2 separate regions of the Zea mays genome follow, and region 1 is linked to region 2. The links are chromatin contacts, called in public Hi-C maps. All regions are on one chromosome and are shown on one strand. The core of a region is the stretch at or near the end of the contact, and the rest is flanking DNA. Distances in the headings are between cores, read along the strand shown. Region 1 has its middle 83 kb from the start of LOC100273471. Region 2 has its middle 49 kb from the start of LOC109942545.

Region 1 (5,476 bases), core at 778-3,277, 180 kb after region 2:
CATTTGAAAGGAAATTCCTTGATTTATGTTATTCTTAATTTGCGCGCATGCAATGGAAACTCCCACGATTTTGCCATAATTTTTGGATCTGTATAAAAATAGAAACCGCATGCATGCGGCTGCCATGTTTTTCGGATCTGTCATAAAATAGGATCGTAATAACAACCTACTAAAGTTATCTACCTCTAATTGACTCGGTATTTACGCTTATAATTGAGGGATTTTATGCTCAAAACTTAAGGTTTTTACGCTCCACCCAGAGATGCGTCCACCAGTGAACAACATGCCAGATTTTTTTACGCAGTCTAAGGAATTGCATAAATACCTACACCGTGTAGTATAATTTGTTTCAGTATACATCATAAACTAGTTCTAATGCGTTTAGTTGCATGGCTGTTGGAGGGATCCTATATTTATGAAGGAAATAAAACATTAAATGTGATTTTTTGTTTCTATGCATGCAATTCATTTCCTTTCATTGCATATTCTTTCCATCATAAATTCGTGTGCATGCAGCCTGTAGCAGATTTTTACGCGGTATACCGAATTGCATAATTATCTACACAGTGTAGCATATTTAGTATCAGTATATAGCATAAAATGGTCATTACGAGTTTTAGTTGCATGTCTGTTTCAGCGATCCTAAATTTATGGAGGAAATAAAGCATTTAAAATAGAAACCGCCACACATATCATTCCTAAATTTACGTGCATGCAAGAGAACGTGATTGACTCATGCATGCATTTTGCCATAATTTTAGGATCTGTATAACCGCATGCATGCGACTGCCATGTTTTTCGGATCTGCCATAAAAATAGGATCGTAATAATAACCTACTAGAGCTATCAACCTCTCACATTGACTCGGTATATACGCTTATAATTGAGGGATTTTATGCTCAAAACTTAAGGTTATTACGCTACAACCCGGAGGTGCGTCCACCAGTGAACAACATGCCAGATTTTTTACGCAGTGTAACGAATTGCATAAATACCTACACCATGTAGTATAATTTGTATCAGTATATATCATAAACTAGATTTAATGTGTTTTAGCTGCATGGCTGTTGGAGGGATCTTATATTTATGAAGGAAATAAAACATTAAATACGATTTTTTGTTTCTATGCGTGTAATTTATTTTCTTTCATTGCACATTATTTTTATCATAAATTCGTGTGCATGCAGCTGGTAACAGATTTTTACGCAGTATATCGAATTGCATAATTATTAACACAATGTAGCATATTTAGTCTCAGTATATATCATAAAATGGTCCTTACGCGTCTAGCTGCATGGCTGTTGCAGCGATCCTAAATTTATGGAAGAAATAAAGGATTTTAAAAACAGAAACTGTCGCACATATCTTTACTAAATTTATGCGCATGCATTGGATCGTGTTTGACTCATGTATGCATTCTTTTTTTTGCGCTAACAGACGTGGGGCAGGTGGCGCACCCGACAGCCTGTTTGGACGCGCTGGTTGAACCAGTTTGCAGGGTGGTCGGCCCGGGCTTCCTTTAACTATTGGAAGCCCAGGGCTCCCGTTATACCTACCCTATATATATATATATATATATATATATATATATATATATATATATATATATATATATATATATATATATATATATATATATATATATATATATATATATATATATATATATATATATATATATTGGCCATGCAACTGCGCATTTGTGCAGATCACCTCGCCAGTTAATAATAGCAAGACGTTATGCAGTCTTATTTGAATGGTACATGCTCAGTTATGGAATACGATTATTCTAGGACTCCAGATCGCTCTCGTTATTTTTTTTAAGTTAGGTTCTCTGTCCTGAATTAGCGGCTCCAACGGTTTCCGAGATTTCAATAGTTCCGAATTTGATATCTCTGATTAATTAAGAAAACATAGCTTCCTCCCCAGCTATCTGGCCGTGTCATCGTCATGAATTATTTATGTGACAGATGATGCTTCGTCAAGGTCAGGTGGAGACCCTGCAAGATCTGTGATAGAACAGACGAACTCGTACTTGTCGATGAAGCATGCCAACGGCAGGCCCGGCCTATTCACACGCAAAGCTTCATCCCAACACCAACTAATAATTAAATAATTCATTCAACTGGCTACCAGAAAAGAAGTCAAACAGACTCGAGCGCACGTAGCCTTCACGGCGGCTTCCAGCCTTCCCGCCACGCGCTCGTGAGCTAATCGGTCCAACATAAGGCGATGACGTCTGCACAAGGACACCAAAACCAAAATGGTTTTTTCAAACATAAGATACAACTATAAAACTCTATTATATAATAAAGTATCTATAAATATAGTTTATTAATAAATATAAAAATAAATACACTTATACATCATCGGATCGATAAAACAGGCGACGAATTCGTACAGTGAGAAATAAGACGTCTGTTACTACTTGATTTATGAGTCAGAGACGTCTCTTCGCGGAGAAACGATCCAACAATTTTTTTTGCAAATATCCATTTAAACAACTCAGGAATATTTATATTAAACGTACATATTCTAAGGGTATGTACAATGGGTGTCTTAAGTTGTGTTTTAGAATGTGTTTAGGGGGGTCAATGTAAAAAAACTCAAGACATGTATCTTGACGAAGACACAGTGTCTTAGCTCTATGTTCGAGACAGGAGACTACCTGATTGGTCACTTTAATTTATTGAATGCTCTGATTGGTACAATGAATATAGTAAGACACATATTTTAGACATAACCAATGTATTATATTATGTTTTAATTGTGTCTTATACTTAGAGTACTGTGCAGCAGTGTCTAGGTTGTACATGCCCTAAATCAGTCATGATAACACGAGTCCATCATGTTTTAGACTATAAATCTTCGGACCGACACGGTCTTCAATAATTTTGGGTCAAGTCGTGCTAGAATTCATCCGTGGGAAAGAAGACGCTGGAGCAGATGCTCGATCGCTGTGGAGAAGAGTTCGTGATGCAGCTAGTGGAAGAGACTTTTCGCAAAAGTGCGCGAGTCAAAGCTGATGAAGCCATTTTTTTGCTTCTTCTCAGCCAAAACCATCTATAAAAAAAACGGTATTTGGTATGGCTTATGAAAATAATAGCAAAGCTACCGCAGAAGCAGACAGAGAAAAAGCCTTACCAAAGAAAGCCTAAAGCACGTCGTGCAATGTTTTAGACCACATTATTTCAAAATCCAGATAACGCAATCAAGAAACCCCGTCAATGCACCAACTATATTTACATATTACCAAATATGGTTTTCTTTACATCTTTATTGTTTAATAAAAAAATATAATCTGGGTCAGAATTGTGTATAGTAGTTTAGATTTGTCCAAACTTCACTTTCTCTGCCTTTGACAAAGAAAAGATGCTGAGACATGTGAGCGGAGAAGTTGCAAGGACGGTCTAGCGCTTCAGCATTTCGTCGGCGATGCATGGGTCTTCGCAATCCATACTTACCTGTACGCTCGTTCTTCTCGGCCAAGTTAATTGTAATAATACATGATGTCACCATCAGATCCAGCGCCCAACTAATAACAACACAACCGCGTCCTTGACTCGAGAGTGAGAGGCCGGGTCAGTCAGTCATGCTCCATTTGCTTGCTTAGTTATTGGAAAGTACGAGGCACCATCGATCCCAAATGGAGCTTCAGATCACTAGCATCGCAAGCGACATCCCTACCTACAAAAGCTATTTTCGGTGGTCAAAGACTATCGAAAATAAACCTTATGACATCGAAAATAAGTTATTTTCGGTAGCATAAGGACTATTTTCAATGGTTGGTGGCCGCGAAAAAACGAAAATAAGCTTTTATTTTTGGCGGCCGGACCTAGGCCGCTGAAAATAGTTTATTTGTTGGGGCTGTCTCGGCTTATTCACTTGTTCCCAAATGTTATGAGTAAAGAAAAGGACAACATATTTGTTAATTGTAAGAGACCTTCGTCTTTCGAAGTATTATTCCCCATGGGTATAATACCCATCAGACGAAGGTCTAGAAGGACATACCTTCGTCATTTAATAAGTAAACATGAAATACAAAGGAATAAACATGATAACAATATCTTAATAATTCATTTATTCTTGTATTCCGTGAAACATATAAAATATCAACAATGTTAATATTACATTGACACCTTCGACTTGCTCGAAGGCGAGGATGCGAGAGAGTGCAAGTACAATCCAGCGTGAACAGTACGGTGTTACTGTTTATCTATATATAGGCACGGGACGTAGCCCGGGTAAAAGTACATTTGTGTCCTCAATGTTTATACATGATCGAAATACAAGTTATAAAGGACTAGGTGGTCTTTTCCTCCTTCGGTCGCGAGTCGAAGCTTTTCTGTCTGGTGCTAGCTTCGGCGTTTACTCTTATCTTCTTTGGATCTGTCTTCATCTTATGTGTCTACGTCATAAGAGGTTTATATCCTGAAGACGAAGCTTCCTTCTAAAATAACCCATGTCACACTAAAAACATATGGTTAGTCGTGTTTTTGAGGACCTTCGGAGGAAGAATGCCCCCAACAGTAGCCCCTCGCAGTATTAATTTGTTTCTTTGTAACAAATTTAGACTGCGACATGAACGAAGGCCTTTAGCTGAAGGTCCTAAAAAACACCTTCTATTCGCTAGAATAGCGAATGACACTAACATGCAGGACCCACCAAACCATGGGCGCTAGGCATATAAATAGGAGCTTGCATTGAAAGCATTTCTTGTGCCATTTCAGTTGCTTACACTGTGCTCGTCATTTTAAACTTTATTGCTTTGTTGAGTTTTAACTGGATTTCAAGCTTCGGCATTTCAACGACTTTCGATTTGATGGTTGACGAGAAGAACATTGTCGACCCAACGCTGTCCGGATTTTACGAAGCTATGGAAAGGACCAATGCAGAGAAGAATGCACATGAGACGTTATCTGGGATATCTGAGTGTTCCAGTGATAATGAAGGCTTTGATGTAGAAAGCGAGAATGAAGGCGCCGAAGATCGGCCCTGGAGACCAAGCCATGTTGTTTTTGGGAAATCAACCATCAAGCAAGGGCAAATTGATGCAATGAAGGGAAGGTACTTCCATGATATTTCAATTGTGAGGGCTGGAGGGGAAAATAATGTCCCTCTGCCCGAAGCTGAAGAGGTGGTAGTTTATAGAAGCTTCATGAAGGTAGGGCTTTGGTTCCCTCTGGATAAATTGTTGGTTGAAGTTTTGAAGACTTTCGAAATTTACCTTCATCAGCTTACCCCCGAAGCTATCATCAAGATGGGGATCTTTATTTGGTCCATGAGGAGCCAGGGGTTGGAACCAAATACAAAATGCTTCTGCAACATCCATGAGCTGTCCTATAAGACGAAGGCTACCGGCAAGGAGCAATATCACAATAACTTCGGTGGCTATAGCTTCGTGCCTCGCTCTGAGGTGAGCTACCCAGTTCCGACATTTTGGAAGAGATGGCCGGGGGCCAGGATGCAGGAGTGG
Region 2 (5,698 bases), core at 1,417-3,916:
CAAAAAGCATGAACAAAGTATGACACTGTTTCTCTATTTATAGTTGCGAGGTATAATTTCGGCAAAATTATAATTGTGCACTTAAGCCTATACATTTGAACTAGTGAACGTGTTAAGGACAATGTTGTTTTTTCCTTCGGTTGTCTTGTTGAACAAGTCTTCAATGTTTCTCTTGGTCTTGACTTGTTCATCCACTACGTACTCGTACCATTCATCCGAAGCTTGTACCTTCATCTTCACAAGCGTGGTCACTCCAGTCGAAGGTTGCCCTTGGCATTATACCTATGACACTCGAACAAGCTAAGAAATAGCCGCTAAGTTAGTGTTTTGAGGACCTTCGGAAGACGCCCCAACCGTTCTTTTCCTTTTTTTTTCTTTTCTATTTCAATTTCAAATTTCAAATTTTAAACCATGCTTCAAATTTTGAGTCTGCACTTAAAACGCATCAATAAAAAATAATCCAGCATGACACACAAATTATTTGTATTTGCCATTTATTTGTTTAGTTTCAAGTACATATAAAAAGGATAATTCACTAAATTAAATAAAATTTCTATCTAACTCTCAAATTGAAACTTGGGGGGTGCTAAAGGCGATTCCACCTGCACGCGGAGAGCGGAATGAAGTAGGGTCTCTAGAAATGAGAGGTGAGGAGGAGCCGTGAAAAAATACTTATTTTTTAAGGCTTTCATAGAGGCCCTACTAAACTTGTCTCTGTGATATAATCTCTCAAATTTAGTTGAGAAGCTTATTTATTTGAGATCCTGCTGTAGATGCTCTTACGAGATCGGAGTAACGAGAACCTAAAGGATTTTATGGTGGGAGAATGATTCGGGTAGCTCAACCTCGAGTCCCAGCTCGTGTTTTGGCTATTTGGTTGCCGACATTATTGCACTGGATGCCGCCGTCCTGCTGTAGTAGTGCTGTTCAGCTTCGCCCCCCACCCTGCCGTGCATCTGCATCTGCGGTCTGCCGCCGGTTTGGCCGCCGCGGTCCTCTGCCATGCTAGCGCTAGCGGGGTTTGCTTTCCTTGGCTCCACTCCCTGTCCCTGGCCTGGTCCCTGACTACCTGCGACTGCCAGTGCCACTTCCTTGGCTAGTTGGCCCCGCTGTCCCCTTGCTGTGCACCACCACGACGGCACGACGCCAACGCCACGTACCACTTGTCCGGCCGCCGGCCCGGCTATGGCTATGAGCTGAAATAGCCGTACCATCTCCGATCCTACACCTGTTACTCTGTTAGGTGTTGCAATGGCATTCTATAATTCTATTCCGGAGGCCCCGTTTGGCCGACCTCGGCCGAAAAAGCGCACCATAGAAAAGAGCTCAAAATCTATGATAGACTTTGATTTTTACATACGGTTTTAGTAATCAATCATCAGTGTTATTTTTAGTGCCTGTTTTATTAAAAAAACTGATTATAGAAATCATATTTCTGCATGTGATTTCTTAAGAAAACCGGTACTATAAATCTATAATTTCTATAGACGGTTTTATTAAGGAACCGCAACTACAAATCAATTTTTCTTAAGAAACGGTCATTAGAAATCATCTATATCCTGATTTTTTGAGTTTTTCAAATGACCTCGTATGAAGAACCAACATAAAATTTGTAGATCTCTAAAAGTTATGAAACTTTCTATTGGACACTTTTTTTATTTGAAATCATTTTAACTCTAAAAAATTGTATCTAAATTTGTCAAATTTAAAATACAAATTTTGCAAACGAACTCATATGAGAAAAATATCAAAATAAAAGTTATAAACTTTAAAAGTTATGAAACTTATAGTTGACAACTTTTTTATTTAAATTTATTTACAACCTCAAATAATCAATTTATACTCGGATATATACTTCGACGGAAACGGGCGAGTGAGACCTGGGTGAGGCCTCCTGTAATTTTTTTTTGCTATTTTAAAAACATATTTTATGTTTTTTGGAAAATATTTTACCACTGACGGTTTTATTACTTTGACCTACAGTGAAAATCTATTTCCACTGTCGGTTTTCTTATTTCAACCGCCATGGCAATTCTCAATTACCGTCTTTACAAATAATTTTTTCTACTAGCGTCTATCATAGCCAGTTCTGTAAAACGTCAGTATAAAATGGGTGAACAATAACTGCATCTACAGAGCTTCTATGTACTAGTGCCAGGCTGTGTTCTGGAACAACGATTATGTGCTGTGCATCGTCGATGGGCTTGTTTTTTTTTACTTTGATCTCTTCCACGTAGACTTCATGATTATATAACATAAGCATCTATTTATAGATTATGGATCATATAACCTTGAGGTAAACAAACATGGGCTTACCCATGGAGAATCCGGCATTATATTGCTGGTTACCAAGGGAGTTACGGTGATATTTATTCGGTCAAAATAAAAAGGTCGTCACGAAAAGGCATCACCTTATCAGAAATCCATCAGAAAGCAGCGTGTCCTAGTCAAAAAGAAAAGGAAAAAACAAATATCCTCGTCCTGTTCCATTTCGTTTCCGGCGACAGAATCCGATGCTGCAAGGTCGCATGTGCACCGCACACTAGTGGGCAAACACAAAGATCAGCGTCCACGTCTAACAAACGCACGCACGGCGACACAGACGCGAGAGTAGGACCATCCACCGTCCGCCCGCGAGGCAACAAAACAGCTGTCGTTCCGGGAGGAGGGAGGATGCAGGGACTGGTAGTAGTAGCCTATCTGTGCCCTGCGCTTCTTCTCACTTGCACAGGATGATGGGGTGGAGATTGAACGTTCACCTCTGGAAGTTGCCGGGAAACGAGCCAATGCTTGCAATTTTGTAAGGAGAGAGAGAGAGAGAGAGCTGGCCCGGGAAGATGAACAGCGCCAACCGATGGCAAACGCATTAGTACTATACTGCGAGCAGCATCGAACGTGGAGCTCGAGCATGAGGTGCTGGCAAAGATGGCAGATTTTTATACGGCCGTAGACGGAACGGGCGGAGCAGGTGCCGTGTCACCACCACTCAGCAGCGCGCAATGCGGCCCGTGGTGCCATGTGAGAGCGCGCCGCGGCGACGGCGATTAAAAGAAAGCAGGGCGATGGCGGGGGAGAGGCGGAAAGCGACCGAACACGACGGGGTCCAGGGCAGCAGGGGACAGCTCCAGCAGTAAGTAATAAACTGCCCCCGCGAGCGACCGCCGATTCCACCATCTCGATGCTTGGCCGTACGTACTCTATGCGCCTCACACAGGTTTCTAGAGGAATCTCCAAGGGATCAGCTTGTGCTCATGAGTGACTGCTGACTAGGCAGCAATCGCCCGTGCCTTATCTTAAAATCGCCAGTGGCGCTCCAACGCAATCGAACAGTGCCGTTCACGGAGAAAGAGCCAGAGAGAGGGGGCAGGGCTGATCAGCATTGCGTGATTGTTCCAGCTACGCACGCATTGCTCGTGATTGTTCGCTGCGGCATTCCTCTGTTCCCGCGACAGAGGAGACGCTAAAGAGAGGAGAACCGCTGCCTGTGACCATGTGCACCAGCAATCTAAACAAAGCCGTAAAGAACCGTGAAGCAGCAATGCTAGCAAAGAGAAGAGAGCCATAGATTTACAGCTACGGGTTTCCTTCTACTATCGATTCGCATATATTATGAATATATATGATGCGATGCAATGTGGCATACCACATTGCGCAAGGCAAGGTTCTCCTATCCCCCCCCAAAAAAAAACGCATAGTGTGGAGCTACGACATGCTCGCACCAGGAACCAGCAAACGGGAAAAACCAAAGCAGACGGCGAAGGAGGCAGGCAGGAATTACCATCTCCTCCTCCCCCACCCGATCTCCCTTCACTGCAGCTTCTCTTCGTCCATTTCAACCTCTCCTCACGGTGTCACCGACTCTTGCAGCATCTCGCTCCCTCCGCTGGGGCACACCTACACGCCCTGGGCCGCCGCCTGGCCGCGGCGGACCGTCTCCCTGTGGCGTATGAAGGAGTCGATGCGCTGCAGCTTCAGCTGGTGACGGAACTGGTTGATGAAGTCGTCCGCGCGCGCGTCCACCTCGCCGCCGCTGGCCTCCTCCTCCTCTGACTCGGACTCGGACTCCGACGACTCAGATGCCGGCTCCGGCTCCGCCACGGGGAGCCGCCGACCGCGGTTCTCCCTCGTCGTCGCGGGGCGCCGCGCCTCCACCGCGCGCACGGTCTCCTCCACCTCCTCGGCGCCGAAGTGCGCGAACGCCGACTTGTCGCTGGCGGACTTGTGCAGACGCGACGGGAGCAACGGCAGCTTCGCCTCTGCATCCGCCTCCGACCTGCTCCGCTCCATGTGCGCCGCGTGTTGGGGCTCGGGCTCGGGCTCAGGATCTACAGCGCCCTCGACGACGACAGGGCCCTCTTTCTCCATCTCCGCCGTGTGGGGCTGCTTGTTGTACCCCAGATCCACCACTCCTGTCTCGGCGGGCACGGGCTCGGCCGTGGCGAAGCGGCCGTTGAACGACTTGAGACGCTCGAACGCCATGGACGGCACGCGGGCCAGCCGCCGGTGCGGCTCCCATCCCGCGCCAGCAGCGGCGACTTCCTCCTCGTCGCCGCCGGTCGCCGAGGCGGCGGCCTTGGAGGTGACCGCGATGGTGCCGATGACGATGTTTAGGACGACGAAGAGCACGGCGGGGGTGAACCACCCGTGGACGGCGCTCAGCAGCGCGGGTATCGCCTCCTCCAGCATCGCTTCACTCGACTTGATCCGGCTGGTTGGCGGTGGGGTTCGGGTGGCTGCGAGTGAGGGAGGGAAGCGGGGATGGCAGAGGTGCTGCGTGGTGGTGGTGGCCTGGTAGTGGTGGGGGAAGAAGGGGGAGTGTGGTTATTTAAAGAGGGGAGGGTGAGGTCGGTGCGTTTGGGGCACATGATCACGGAGCAAACGGACAAATGGAAGGTGAGTTTTTGGATTGCTCTCTCTTTTCTTTTCGCCTTTCTTCCTTTTTAATCGTGTGTGTGCTATGTTGTTCATGAGTTTGATCAACCGGAGAGTTATCTTTGCACGTCGAGTTTTAATCTATCTCTAGAAGATTATCTACCTCATCCTCTATTTTAAACTACACTATGTAAACAATATTAACAATATCATTAATATTTCGGCACTTTCTATTTTATAGGACCTGAAGACAGTATTAGAGATACACGGTTACTGTACTGATTCGTGAAGGAACATGCATACTTACTATAATGCATTACGCTACGGTGAGCTGTCCTTTTAGAGCATTGCAGCCACGATAAATCTGTCTACGCTACCTAACAAGATCTAACCACAGGCAATCAAATTTGTACATCTAGGGTTGCTGCCTGGACCAAGGGGTGTAAATCAAACACGCCCATGGAAACAGGCAATGAATTAAAGGGGTAATTATCAAGGCCGGTCCTGAGGGGGTGCGGAGGGTGCAGCCACACCGGGCTCCCAAAAATAGAGGCCCCCTAGACACTGGACGCTAGTATTTTTTTTGTTAAACCTATCTATTCTATACACAAATACGCAAAAAGCGATACGATATCGAGTTATCGACTAGTCTCGTTTATATTGTTAAACTAATGTCTCAATTACTTATCGTATACTCCATCCGTTTCAAAATAGTATTTGGTTTAGCTTTTATTTTTTATATTTATATTGATGATGATAAATCCACTAAAGAAGCAAAATAAATTTTATTTTGATATAGAGAGAGTATTATAAACTATATATATGA

What was found. A called contact is a pair of places that touch in the nucleus more often than the background predicts.
Region 1: a contact with region 2 is called in a Hi-C map of bundle sheath, with 2.6 times the contacts expected there. The contact joins two enhancer-like sites. A contact is called at or near these places in 3 of 25 Hi-C or Micro-C datasets (bundle sheath, ear and tassel).

The regions. Positions count from the first base shown.
Region 1 is chr9:73,016,509-73,021,984 of Zm-B73-REFERENCE-NAM-5.0, forward strand. No RefSeq gene overlaps it. Among protein-coding and RNA genes, the nearest start is that of LOC100273471, 83 kb to the right of the region's middle. Within about 2 kb of position 2,028, at least 7 of the 20 cell types and tissues checked have an H3K27ac peak or open chromatin away from gene starts, as enhancers often do. A contact at or near this core is called in bundle sheath, where this site is marked.
Region 2 is chr9:72,831,870-72,837,567 of Zm-B73-REFERENCE-NAM-5.0, forward strand. No RefSeq gene overlaps it. Among protein-coding and RNA genes, the nearest start is that of LOC109942545, 49 kb to the left of the region's middle. Within about 2 kb of position 2,667, at least 19 of the 20 cell types and tissues checked have an H3K27ac peak or open chromatin away from gene starts, as enhancers often do. A contact at or near this core is called in bundle sheath, where this site is marked.